Linked DNA regions of Bos taurus: region 2 is linked to region 1. Evidence: chromatin contacts called from public Hi-C data. All regions are on one chromosome and are shown on one strand. Each heading gives the region's core, a stretch centred on a gene start, on an enhancer-like site or on the middle of the called end of the contact. The rest is flanking DNA. Distances are from core to core; before and after follow the strand shown.

The links. Hi-C and Micro-C count contacts between places; a contact is called where the count stands out from the background.
Region 2: a contact with region 1 is called in a Hi-C map of an unstated tissue, with 4 times the contacts expected there. The contact joins the enhancer-like site here to the promoter of SUB1 in region 1. A contact is called at or near these places in 2 of 11 Hi-C or Micro-C datasets (blood and an unstated tissue).

The regions. Positions count from the first base shown.
Region 1 is chr20:41,088,255-41,095,607 of ARS-UCD2.0, forward strand. It overlaps SUB1 (SUB1 regulator of transcription), which reads right to left and starts at 1,433. Exons shown (of 5, transcript NM_001105407.1): 1 at 1,395-1,433.
Region 2 is chr20:41,149,898-41,157,211 of ARS-UCD2.0, forward strand. No RefSeq gene overlaps it. Among named protein-coding and RNA genes, the nearest start is that of TRNAG-CCC, 13 kb to the right of the region's middle. Within about 2 kb of position 4,959, at least 7 of the 102 cell types and tissues checked have an H3K27ac peak or open chromatin away from gene starts, as enhancers often do.

The sequences.
Region 1 (7,353 bases), core at 183-2,682:
CCCTACTCTAGCCACTAAATTCAAAAAGCTCAAACCATGCCACCCAGCCATGTTGATTTTAACTGGCAATTTCTTGACAACAAGAAGAGTAAATTCAGAGGAGAGCCAGCAACGTTTACAACCACATTTTATACATTAATCCAGTTACTGCTCCACTTTACAGCCTCATCTCCAAAATCAATGTAGTCGTTTCTGTATGCTAGCTGCTAATAATGCCAAGAAGCTTTTTTTTAAGGTAATTAAATTGAACATAACCTATTTTTCACTTTGAAACGGTCAAGCATAACTACACCATCTGCTCATTAAAGGTGCCCGGGGTGGCTAAGATCATTTCAAAGAACCACCTCGTGTTTAACCCAAATAAGTCCCTCCGTCATGAAAACCAGGTAGTGGTAACTAAACTATTCTTTGAACTACTAACAAAATATATTTTCACTTTTACTTAATGAGCCTTTACTGTTCGGGAGCGGGGAGTGGGGACGGCGTGGCTCGTAATTCAGGCAAAGTAACACCGAAAGCGCTCGTGCGGAATATACAGAAATAACAAAAACAGCTTAAAAAAAAAAAAAAAAAGGAAATCGATCTTTGATAAAGGCCTGGGGGAAGAAGGATTAGAAAATAAGAGGTAAAGATAAACCAGAACTAAAGGGCACTAGAATTCGGTACAACACGAGGGTGGTAAGCACCCAAACGGGGGAAGCGGGTCCCGGGATGCCAACAAGCCGCCCGAACCCCGGGACTGGCGATGGCTGGGGCGGTGGGAGACAGGTTGGTCGGAGGGGGCGTAGGAGGCGGCGAAATGCAGAGGAGACGGAGTGGGAAGAGGAGGGACTTGCACCAAGCGCCATTTTCTTCCCTCGAAGAGCTCACTGCCCCCCAACACACCAGCCGTTCACTCCTCCACCCCCGGACTCCACCGCCGCACCCCCGGCCTCCTCCGACCCGGTCCGCTCCCTCCCGCCCCTAGAGCGTCCCTGCTCCGGGGAGAGGATGAGGACCCCAGAGACGCAGGCCCCGCACGCGCCCCCGCCCGGGACCGGGCCGCTGCTGCATTGTCCCGGGGGCGCCCCGGGCCCCTTCCCATGGCTCCTCGGCCCCGCCCGGCCGCACCCGCCGCCCGAGATCGCCTCACGCGCTACCCAGGGGCCGTTCCCGGGAGCCAGCTTCAGGCGCCAAGGGGCCTGAAATGTGTGGGGCTCGTAGTCGGGGACGGAGGAGAGGGTCCGGGAAGGCCGCGGAAGGGAAGGGGGCGATCAGGCAGCGCCGCCATTTCCTGCGGCCGTAGCCGACAAGGAACCCGGGCGTCAGGCGGATAGCGGCCCAGCTGGGAAGGTAGGGGTCGGCTGAGCGGTGCTTCGACGGGTAGGAGTGGGGGCGGGGTCCCGTGCACTCACGCTCCGCTCCAGTAGCCGAATTGCCTCCTGCTCTCTCACTAGCGACTGACAGAGAAACGGAAGTGACGACAGCAGAGAGACGCCGGCCCCGCCCCGCTGAGATTACGCACACGCGATGGGGCGTGGCTTCCTCGCCAAAAACCGACACCGAAACCCTTTCCAGGGCCTTAAAGGGCCCACCCCTCATCCTGAAGTGACACCGGGAAAGATGCAGCGGAGATTGGATTTGACTGTGAGTGAAAGAGGGGACGAATTAAACATGAATGACGAGCACCGATGGTTTTTCCAGTAGTCATGTATAGATGTGAGAGTTGGACTATAAAGAAAGCTGAGCACCGAAGAATCGATGCTTTTGAACTGTGGTGTTGGAGAAGACTCTTCAGAGTCCCTTGGACAGCAAGGAGATCCGACCAGTCCATCCTTAAGGAAATCAGTCCTGAATACTCATTGGAAGGACTGATGCTGAAGCTGAAACTCCAATACTTGGGCCACCTGATGCGAAGAACTGACTCATTTGAAAAAACCCTGATTCTGGGAAAGATTGACGGCGGGAGAAGAAGGGGACGATAGAGGATGAGAAGGTTGGATGGCATCACTGACTCAATGGACATGAGTTTGAGTAAACTCCGGAAGTTGATGATGGACAGGGAGGCCTGGCGTGCTGCAGTCCATGCGGTGGCAAAGAGTCCGACATGACTGAGCGACTAAACTGATGAGCACCGGGCTTTGCACTTGTTCCGTACATGTTTCTTGTATTAAAGTGAAATGTCTGAAAAAAGATCTGAAAAAGTACAACACTTCTGGCCCATTTTCCAAGAAATGATCCTTGCCCACTACCCCCTACTCTGGTATTTGATCCAGGCTGGTAGAATTCAAAGGAAGGAAGCCACAGTCATAACGTTTAATTCCAGAAAGTGCAAAAAAGTCTTCCCAGAAGTCCTTACCACACACCCACACACTTATTCCTAAACTGAAGTTCTGGGAACTCCCTGGAAGTCCAGTGGTTAGGACTTGGCACTTTCACTGCCAGATGCCTGAAGTTCAATCCCTGGTCAGGGAACTAAGATCCTGCAAGTTGTGGGGCAAAAAAAAAAAATGTACCTAAACTGAAGTTCTGCAAATGTGAGTTCACAGAAGGCAAGAGATATCCGTGCCATAAGCAGGAATATGACTCATAGAGTCTTTGAATCTATATTTAATTAATGCCTATTATAGCCAAGAATACATATTCAACACACATTTATCAAGCATCCACTATGTTCCAGGCACTGCAGTGAGGCACTTCACATATAACACTCGTCCTAATAAGCACTTTCCAGTGTAGAAATGATTGTTCTCTCCATTTTATAAAGAAACCAAGGGTTTACAAGGTTAAATGAGTTCTGCTGTAGGTGATACAGAGAATGAGTCATGAGTCAAACCGTGGATGCTGCAGGCTGAGGGAGACCTCAAACACTCTAGCCCACTTCTATGCATGCAACATCAGGCTACATGACTACTTCTTAAAAATGAAATACTTGCTGTCTAGTTCCTTTTATGCAAAGCACAAAAAAAGCAAAAATAATCCATAGCGATCTAGGTCAGGTTAGCCTCAGGGGACTATCACTTGGAGTGAGTATGAAGGAATCTGCTGGGATGCTGAATATATCTTGGTCTGGGTAGTAATTAGATGAGCACTGTTCAATTGCTAAGTCATGTCCGTCTCTGTGACCCCATGGACTGCAGCACTCCGGGCTTCCTTGTCTTTCACTGTCTCCTGGAGTTTGTTCAAACTCATGTCCATTGAGCCGCTGATGCTATCCAGTTCATCCTCTGCTGCCCTCTTCTCCTCTTGCCTTCAATCTTTCCCAGCATCAGGGTCTTTTCCAATGAGTTGGCTCTTCACATCAGGTGGCCAAAGTATTGGAACTTCAACTTCAGCATCAGTGCTTCCAGTGAACTTTCAGGGTTGATTTCCTTTAGGATTGACTGGGTTGATCTACTTGCTGTCCAAAGGACTCTCAAGTCTTCTCCAGCACCACAGTGCAAAAGCATCAATTTTTCAGCTCTCAGCCTTCTATATGGTCCAACTCACATGTGTACGTGATCACTGGAAAAACCATAGCTTTGATTATACAGACCTTTGCTGGCAAAGTGATGTATCTGCTGTTTAATACGCTGTCTAGGTTTATCATACCTTTTCTTCCTAGGAGCAAGCATCTTCTAATTTCATGGCTGCAGTCACCATCCACAGTGATTTTGGAGCCCAAAAAAATAAAGTCTGCCTCTGTTTCCACTTTTTTCCCATTTATTTGCCATGAAGTGATGGGACCGAATGCCATGCTGTTCGTTTTTTTTAATGTTGACTTTTTTTTTTTTTAGAAATTCATTGAACACATTTTTATTGAGCACCTACTATGTACACCAGCCACTGACTCAGATGCTGGTGGTACAAATACAGCAGAAGAGAAAACAGACAAAAACCTCAGCCCTTACAGAGCTCCTGAAGCTTACATTCCTGTGAAATTAAGGCAAGAAAATTAATCCATGGAGAAAAGGACAAGTTATGAGCCAAAGAACAGTTCCTCTGAGGAGTTACAAAATGGATCCCTATTCTTGAAGTCATAAAGAAACAATGAAGTCCCTATGGGGTCAGTCAAAAAGACACGGCCCTGCTGAGCTCCCTGACCCAAGTCTGAGAAAGTAAGGGCTCACATTCTCCCCTTTACTACAATCTAAGGGTGGAGGTCAATGCACCGTGATCTCTAGGCGGTCCACAAGGCCATGTAAGAGTCTTATCTCCAAACCAGAGGAAAGCAATGGTCCTGCAAATTTGTTTCAATCAAGACAAGAGTCTCTCAAATATGAAATTCAATGAAGATGAACAAAACTGTAAGTAATAAAAAAAACAAAAGAACCATGAAACAAAAATTGTTCACAGCATGATAATTGAGAACATAGAAAAGATTTTTGCCTAAGAAAATATTTAATCCTTAGCCCAAAAGTAATAAAATAGAAAATTACTATGAACTAGGGTGGCAATTTTAAATACACTCAGATAATTTTGATTTTAAATGTTCTGCTTTTCTAAAGTAAGACAAACTTGAAAGTATTTAGTCAAACTTGGTTTTCTGAAATGGTTTAATGTACAAGCCATTTCTTGATTGTCTCCTAATGATTTATTTAGTACCGTCTGAGCTCCTGCATCCTCATTGTTTAATCAGGCCCCAGCCTCTTAATATTCCACCAAGCCTGGACTGGTTTGGACCCAGACGTGGAACAGAGTGATTCTTTTGATGTTTACATGTATCTGTGTGTCTCCATTTCAAAGTTACGTGTACATGGTTTAGAAGAACTTATTTTATAAGCACTCCACTTGGGAGACACACTGAGATTTAATGAAAGCCATATTCTCCTAGATAATGATGGTCTGTGTCAGCGTCTCACCTGAAAGGGGTATGTGGAAGCTCAGGGTTCATATGTTGGTTGTTCTGGTTTTTATTTGCTCGATTGTGCCTGTAATCATATCATTCAGAAACCTAAAGTGCAGACGCATCTTGCTCCTAATGTGTCGTGTTGAATCCTACCTAACCCCATTTCCACAGCTCCCTACTGTGACTGCGTTCAAAAATACTCCTCTGTCTCCCCACTGAGATGCTTACAATTTAGTGCCTCTTAATAAGCAGTGGTTCTACTGCTTGATTGTAAATTGCAGTTGTATTTCTACTGAGTAAAGGAACCAGAGGTACAACACTGTGAGGATTTCCTGCTACTTACCTGGTTTTGCTTCCAGCTGTGTGAATATTTGGTTCTTGCTATATTGTATAGTAATAGCTTTCCAAACTGAAGATTCGTGACTAATTTTTTGGTATGGGTGATGCTGGACTCTTTATCATTTGAAATGTTATTCTACTTTTACAGTAAAACCTCACTGATTCCTCCTGGAATTGAAGATAATGACTTAAAGTTGAAGAGTTTGCTAAAGCAAATTAATTGTACATAAGGAAGCCTGATGGGTCTGAACTACTTAAATGCTTTTTAAAAATCACCCTTTTTCCACTTGATATGCATAGTTTCTAATCACTCTCGTCAATTATATTAAAATACCTTCCATGACGATCTTTATGTGGCCACACCTTTATTTAGATGCACTGAATTTGCGCTTTATACCTGATAGATATACACACATATTTAATGGAGGATTTAAATTGTTTTTTTAATTTATGAACATTTTTCACCTAATCAAACTTGCCTTGCCATAATGAATTTTTAATTAACGATGTTTTATTGTAGCTTATTTTTCTCTCAGTGCATCTTGCTGAGTCTGAGTCTTGCTGTAGTCTGTTTCCATTCTGCTTTTCAAATTATTTCTTTCATTTACAGTCTCTTAAAGCCAATGAGCCCTGTTCTATTTTGTGAAGGCACAAAGACTTCTAGGAAACTTGTACAATGAATGTTGAGTTTCAAGCCAGCTTCTTCACTCTCCTCTTTCACCCTCAGCAAGAGATAGGCATATATAGATGTAATGCATGCACGCATGCATGCTAAGTCGCTTCAGTCATGTCCCACTCTGCAACCCCATGGACTGAAGCCCACCAGGCTCCTCTGTCCATGCAATTCTTCCAACAAGAATACTGGAGTGGTTTGCCATGCCCTCCTCCAGGGGATCTTCCCAACCCAGGAGTCAAACCTCCATCTCTTCTGTCTCTTGCATTGGCAAGCAGGTTCTTTACCACTAGCACCACCTGGGAAGCCCATTCAGATGTAAAATTTCATTTGATACTTGGGTATTTTACAATATATAAAATAGACTTCAATGAGAAAAATGAAAAAGTCAAAAATAAAAATATGAAAATTAAACTGTAAAAAGATGAAACTCACTCAGGAACCACTGTTCCAGCATGGTAGCTTGCAAGCCTGGAGTTTACACACCCAAAGGTAGTTAGGGAAGCACCCTCACTGACTATGACCAGCCAACTAGAGTTCCCTTGGGGCCAGTAGTGCCCTGGGGCTTTGTAGGAGGTGTTTGATTGGACTGAGCTTATGTAGTGGGGTAACTAGAGGATCATTGGGTGGCCTGGGCGCTGAAAGCTATGGATATGGTTCTCTCTGGCTATGGAAAGACAGAGTCCAGGAAACTGGGTGGAGTCATTTGACTCACGGTATCTGTTCCCTCCCCTCCAAGACGGGCTTCCCAGGTGGCACTAGTGGTAGAGAACCCACCAGGTGATGCAAGAGACATAAGAGACGCAGGTTCCATCTCTGGGTCTGGAAGATACCCTGGAGGAGGAAATGGCAACCCTGCTCCACTGTCTTAGCCTGGAGAATCCCATGGACATAGGAGCCCGGGGGACTATGGTCCATGGGGTCACAAAGAGTGGGACAAGACTGAAGTCACTTAGCATGCACACATTCCTCCAAGATAGAAAGAGCTACACCTCTCTTTACTCAAGTTCAGGAAACTGCCCAAAGGTCCTTCCCCAGTTTATTCCCTCATTTCATAAACTGTGTATTGAGCATCTACCATATGCCAGAACTGCTCTGTGCTGAGAATTCAGGAATGAACAAAACTGACTGGTTCACTGTAAACTCATGGAGCAGACAATAAGCAAATAAAGAATTAAATAGAGATGGTAATTTCAGATAAGTGCTATAAAAAATAAAAGAAAAACAAGATGAAGTAGTAAAGAGTGTTGGGGTGAAGTTAATTTAGACCCTGAAAGGGGTGAAATGGGAGTATTCAGGCAGGGACCCTAATGAAAAGAGACAACCAGGCTAAAATTTAGGTGCTAGGGGTTCGAAGCAGAGAAAGCAGCATGTGTTAAGGCCCTAAGGTTGAGACGAGTTTAAATAACAGCATATTCTCCTGACGTAGAACCCCACTTGAGACCATAGGCTGTACAGAGGGGGAGCCCACACGGCAGCTCCCCAGGCTCAATGCCAGGACTGCCCAAGCCCCAGGAAATGCCAGCTCTGCAGA
Region 2 (7,314 bases), core at 3,709-6,208, 65 kb after region 1:
TGTCTTTTGCATAGCAGATTGATGGGAGATGATGAGGGCTGGAATGAAACTCATAAATTTCGTTTCACTCTGCATGACCTCCATCCCTAAAGTCACCTCATTCTCAAAAATGGCTGCTTGCAGTCCAGCCATCTCACTTATGTCCCAGATAGCAGGGAGAAGAAAATAATGAAGAAAAGGATGCCCTCTCCCTTTGAGTCTCCTTAGCAGATGTTGTTAAGCACATATTCTCTTCTGCTTGTATCCCAATGGGAAGAATCTAGTCTCATGATTCTACCAAGGTGCACAGAAGTCTGGGAAATATAGTTGTGTCTGGATAACATGTGCCCAGTTTAAAATTAGGTATTCTATTTGTATAGAAGAGAAGCCAAGACAGTGAGGGGCAGCTAACATTCCCTACCACCCCGGCCTCAAAGAGTTTCTTGGGCCCTAGTTAACCCAGTAAATGCAGAATACTTCCCATTTGCCCCAGAGAGGCACGTGTGTGCATGCTAAGTCACTTCAGTCATATCCAATTCTTTGCAACCCTATAAACTACAGCCCATCAGGCTCCTCTCTCCATGGGATTCTCCAGGCAAGAATACTGGGGTGGGTTGCCACGCCCTCTTCCAAGGGATCTTTCCGACCCAGGGATTGAATCCATGTCTCCTGCATCTAATTCACTGACAGCAGATTCTTCACTCACTGAGCCACCAGGGAAACCCCCAAGAGAGGCACAGATATGGCCAAAAAGTCACTGCCTTCTAAGGGAGCCCTGCAAGAAGGAATGAACTGGGCAGACAACTACAGACCAGATGGGTGTCTGAGGAGATGCCAGTTTGAGTAGATAATGACTGAGGTCCAGACGCCCTCCACTATCACGGCTGTTGGCTGGCATCATAGAGGCCTGCAAAACCTGTTTCTGCACAGCTTCAAGACTGAAGAAAGAACCTGGAGTCATTGATAGAGATATCAATGGTTTAATGCAGGAGGAGCTTACATATCTGAAGCAAAGTTCTGGAGCGACACCCTACTATGTACAGCACATGGCAGGCCGGATGAGGCGGCAGACTTCACTCCTGGAGGCAGGAGAGATTAGGGGGAATTATGTCAGGTTAGCTCATCAGTTACTAGGGAAAGCAGGTGAGGGGGCAACCCCCTATTGGCCCTTTGATAAATATACTAAAAGGTTCTGATCTAAAGCTAGAACGATCATTCTCTTGGGGCATGGGACAAGTTGTAGAAAGGCCAATCATATGAGTAGGACATAGGCAAAGCATGCAATTGTCGAGCAGGGAATGTACACAGAGCAAGAGAACAGCCATCTTGAATGATCCAACCATACAATGGCATATGCAAGCCCTTCTACCAACCCATAGATGAGATCCAAGAAAACAGAGGAAACCCGTTAGTTTTTTTGTGTTTTTTTTCGTGTGTGTGTGTGGCTCAGATGGTAAAGAATTTGCCTGTAATGCAGGAGACCCAGGTTCAATTCCTGGATCAGGAAGATCCCCTGGAGAAGGGAATGGCTACCCAGTCCAGTATTCTTGCCTAGAGAATCGTATGGACAGAGGAGCCTGGTGGGCTACAATCCATAAGGTCGCAAAGAGTCAGACACAACTGAGTGCCTAACACTTTCACTACTTTTCTTTCACATTAGCTTAGATCATGTTTCTACTCCCTTAGTGAAATGAGGATTATGGTGGCCACTAGGGCTATTGGCTGATATTCGGTTCTCCTCCTCTTGAGTAGATAGTAGGATTTGCATTTCCCTGCCCCTTTGAAGTTAGCTGTCATCATGTGAAATACTTTGCCCAATGATATTTGAGCACAAGTGAGATGTATCTTGTCTAGACTGAAGAGTGAGTTCATGATGGTTAATTTTATGTGCCAACTTGGCTGGGCCGTGGACCCCAATTTTTGATCAAACATAAGTCTAGATGTTGCTATAAATGTATCTTTTAGATGTGAGTAACATTTAAATAAGCAGACTTTGAGTACAACAGATAATCCTTCATATGTGGGTAGGCCTTATCCAATTAGCCAAAGGCTTTAAGAGAAAAAGACTAAGGTCCCCTAAGGAAAAAAGAATTCTGCCTCCAGTGTGCTGTGTGTTAAGTTACTTCAGTCTTGTCTGAATTTTTGTGACCCCACAGACTGTAGCCCCCCAGACCCCTCTGTCCGTGACATTCTCCAGACAAGAATACTGGAGTGGATTGCCATGCTCTCCTCCAGGGGATCTTCCTGACCCAGGGGTCAAAATCACGTCTCATATGTCTCCTGCATTGGCAGGTGGATTCTTTACCACTAGCGCTACCTGGGAAGCCCACCTGCCTCCAGAATTATAACATCAACTTTTCCCTAGGTCTCCAATCTGCCCTGAAGATTTCAGGTTTTCTAGCCCCTGCTATTGTGTGAGGCAATTCCCTAAGGTAAATTTTCTCTGTGTCTGTCTCTGTCTCTCTCTGTACACACACACACACACACACATACACACACACACACACACACACACATGTTCTATTGGTTTTGTTTCTCTAGAGAACCCTGAATAATGCAAAGCCTATGTGTAATTTGTCACATTTTCCTTTTTTCTCGCCACATTAACCTTGGAAGCACGTGTAGAGATGAGGTCTCCAGCCTGGATCCCTAAGTGACAATAGCAAGTCTAGTCCCTCTGCCAACCCACAGGGGACAGGGAACATAATCAAGAAATAACCTCCATTCTGCTAAGCCACGGAGATGTGGGGACTGTTTGTAGTCACAGCACAATCTACTCTATAGACCAAGGAGGCAAAATAGAAATTAGGGTGATTTAGATTTGTTAGGGGAAGCCCACTGATTGAAACTGCCCACCCTGGCCAGGCACCATAGTATGCATTAGCATGAGTTATTTTACGACAAGAGGTCCTGGTAAGGAATAAGGAACTAACAAGCCACTACCAACCAAAATAATTCGGGAAAGGTCAAAAGGAGACATCACGTGTCCTTTCACCTCCCAGAATCCTTCTTGCTGGCATCCATCCTGGCTGAGCAATGCGTACACCACCAGGAAGGACCCTGAGTCATAATGATCAGTCAAAGACAATCTGGAAACTAATCCTATCACCATAAAACCTGAGATGCAAGCCACCTGGCACAGCAGTTCTCCTGGGTCGCCTTACTTTACTGCTCCCCACCTGTATGCCCCTTTCCAATAAAGTCTCTTGCTTTGTCAGCATGTATGTCTCCTTGGACAATTCATTTCCAGAGTGTTAGACAAGAGCTCACTCTCAGTACTACTTCTCATTTCTTCTGGCTAGGATTATTCCAGGGCTTGAAGCAGCTCTTGGCGTTTTCCCTGCTAAGAATGTCCCTGGAATCAATGTCTTATTCCCTCTTTTCTACCCTCATTAAGCTTTCCTGGCTCTAAAAGTCCTCTTCCTCTCAATTCAGTAAAAATGTTTCCTTTTCTTCTTAGTGTGAGAGATCACAATTATGCAGTAAGAGGTAATAAGCAAATTCCCTCCAATGTGTGAATAGAAGCTTCATTTTCCCAGGGGGATTTGCATTTGAAAAGGAGATTTTAAAACAAAACAAAAATCCCGCACAAATGAAGCTATACTTGGTGAAATTCCAGGAAGCATGATTAAGTGAGATTTCCCGTAGTAAGGGAGACATTTGGGAACAAGAGGACTTTTTCACAGGTGCTCTGCAGAAGGTACCAATTTTGTTGGATTTTATTTTCTGGAATTTCTGGGTGCTTCTGAGTACTGGAGAACAAAAATTCCTCAGGGATGCTTCAGAGCAACTTCCTGTACTGTCCAATAATCCCCATTTCTCCTTCCAAACGCTTCCCAATGACCAGCCACAGCCAGACCTAACAGGCTCACAGCCTCTCCTGGCATCCTTAGGTCAAGCTGCCAGCCCCTTTGTTTTCCACAGGGAGCAGCTTCCTGAGAGACGTGACTTTTACCCAAAGATGGCTGGATAGCATCACTGACTCGATGGACATGAGTCTGAGTGAACTCTGGGAGTTGGTGATGGACAGGGAGGCCTGGCGTGCTGCGATTCATGGGGTCGCAAAGAGTCGGACACGACTGAGCGACTGAACTGAAGGTCCCTGAAATCCAATACACAAATATCCCTAGGTGTCACATGTCCCCCTCTTATATCACTCCAGGATGCCTACCTCTCATCTCAAAAGTAATGTACATTCACAAGAAATCAACTAGGCAACTTGTTTAAAAACATAGATTCAGAGATTTAGCTTCTGATTCAATAGGTTGGGATGCAGTCCAGAAAGCCACATTTTCACAAGCCCCCATGTGGTTCAGATGAACGCGGTAGGCTGACTACACTCCGTGAAATGGAGCCCCAGGGAGATGGGGTGAGCTGTGCGCACCGCCCGCTCTCCTGAATTCCCGGTGAACTCGTTTCTAGTCAGCTCCGAGTTTGTGTCTATTTGATGGAGCCAGGCCATCTGCTCACAACCTTAAAACAAAACAAACAAAACAAACAAAAGATGGAGTGTTGCTTCCAGGAATTTCTGTGCCATTTTTCTTTTTTTCTTTTTTTTTTCCGTTTACAAGAGGATACGTCTTTTTGTGTGTGATTTAATTTTTCACGACAAAAATGAGGACAAATGGTGGTCTCCTCCCTCACTCATTTTTTGCCATATTCGCAGAGGACTTAAAAGTTAACACGTGAGAAAGAAGCAACCACCTCCAAGAGCTCTCAGTTGAAAGTTGGGATTATCAAGAGTCAAATGGAAAAAAAAAAAAAAGTTAAATAACATTTGTTAATACACTGTTTTTAGAAACCTGTTTTAGAGCCACTAGCCATAGGGCAGAAACCAATTTTCAAAAATATAACCCAACTGGCCAATTGAAGAGTTAATTTCTTTGGCCTCGGGGAAGAGGCCTCTGAGTCCCCCGCACTTGGAAGTAATTAGTCCTCCCCATCCCCCAACACCACCCGGCTCCCGCCCAGACCCAAGCTGGGTCTCTGCCCTAAATGCGTGTGCCCCCTGGTGGTTTGAAGGTAAACTACAACGTACCTCAAAGGGAAGGAGAAAATCCGGAGTCTGAATATCCTTGCATTTCCGCACTCCATACCCATACAGAGATTTTTCAGGGACAGGTCTGCAGGTGAATCAGATGCTGTCATAGTTCTGGTGGCATCCTCACACTTCATTCTACACACCTCATTGTGGGTACGTCGCAAACGCAGACGTGCCGCAACCCCTTAAAAGCACAGTTTCTGCCTGGCCCAACGCTGTACACTGAACCAGGCCAAGCCACCAGTGCCTGTCACAGAAAGCACTCCGTAAAAATCAAGTCCACCGACTTCCCCGGCAGTCCAGGGGTTAAGACTCTACACTTTAACTGCAGAGTGCCAGGGTTCAACTCCTAAGCAAGAAATAATAAAAATAGGCCTCTGGACCTTCAAAAAGGGCTTCAGGCTTTCAGCCAGACACTTGACTCACCTGTGAGACTCATTTTACATTATATGGATTTATTCTATTTTTTTAAAAAATCCAATACAACATACAAAAGTCACTGTTGTTAATTTGGAGCATGTCCTTCCAGAACTTTCTACAATGTACTTACATATATAGCTGTACATGGACAAATATAGAGAATTATAAGCTTATGGAGCTTTTCCTAAAAAACAGGATCATATAGTACCTGATTTCTTTTATAGCATGATTTTTTAAACTAATAATAGGATTTCTTCAATCAAATCTTTCTATATGAAGCCATTTAGTTATTTTTAACTCTGTATACTATTCTATGCAGAGGCTCCCCCAGGGTTTCCCCAGTGACTCAGTGATAAAGAATCAGCCTGCAATTCAGGAGACACAAACTCAATCCCTGGGTTAGGAAGATCCCCTGGAGAAGGACATGGCAACCCACTCCATTATTTTTGCCTGGGAAATGCCATTTACAGAGGAGCCTGGTGGGATACAGTCCACAAGGTTGCAAAAGAGTTGGACACGACTGAGAGACTAAACAAGAGCAACAAACTACTATTCTATAGTATTGGGAGTTCAGAAAGCCAAAATAATATTCCTTTCTTTTTGTCCTAAGTCTGGGCTCAGTGGAGAAAGAAGGTAATAAAGGAGCCAAGAATATACAGTGAGGAAAGGATGGCCTCTTCAATAAATGGTGTCAGTCAGTCTTGTCCAGCTCTTTGCGACCCCATGGACTGTAGCCCATCAGACTCTTCTGTTCATGGGGATTCTCCAGGCAAGAATACTGGAGTGGGTTGCCATGTTCTCCTCCAGGGGGTCTTCCCAACCCAGGGATCTAACCCAGGTCTCCCACATTGCAGGCAGATTCTTTCCCATTTGAGTCACCAGGGAAGTCCTTTTTTTTTTTTTTTTTTTTTAAAGAAAACACATATAAGTGACATCATGCAGCATTTGTCTTTCTCTGTTTGGCTTATTTTACGTAGCATAATGCCCTCAAGTCCCATCCATATTGTCACAAACGGCAGGATTTCCTTCTATCTCATGACTGAGTAATATTCCTGTGTGTGTGTCTATATATACATCTATTCATATAAATATATATCTCCATTCATCTATTGATGGATAGATACTTCACTTGTTTCCATATACTGGCTGGGGAGTCAAATTTATAGAAACAGAGGGCAGAAACATGGTTACCCGGTAATAGAGAGAGATTGGTAAAAGGGTAGAAACTTTCAGCTATAAGATGAATAAGGTCTGAGGACCTAATGTAAAACAGGTGACTATAGTTGGTATACGGACTTCCCAGGTGGCATAGTGGTAAAGAATCTACCTGTTAATGCAAGAGACACAGGAGACATGTGTTCAATCCCTGAGTCAGGAAGATCCCCTGAAGAGGAAATGGCAACCAACTCCAGTATTCTTGCCTGGAAAATCCCATGGACAAAGGATCCTGAAGGGCTACAGTCCATGGGGTCGCAAAGAGTCAGACACGACTGAGTGACTGAGCACAGCACATAATTGGAATTTTATATAACTGATATATATATATATAATTGGTATATATAATTATATAACTGGTATATATAATTGGTATACTAACATGATTGGTTTATAGTATTATATAATTGAAATTTGTCAAGAGTAGAACATAAATGCTCTCAGCAATAAAAGAAAAAGATGAACATGTGAGGTTATGGGTGTGTTAATTAACTAGGAGAGACTCCTTTCACAATGTATATGTACGTCAAATCACCACAATGTACACTTTAAATATCTTACAATTTTATGTGTGAATTATACCTCAATAAAACTGAAATAAAAAAAACTTACTACAAAGCTACAGTAATCACAAGCAGGGTGGCACTGGTATAAAGACA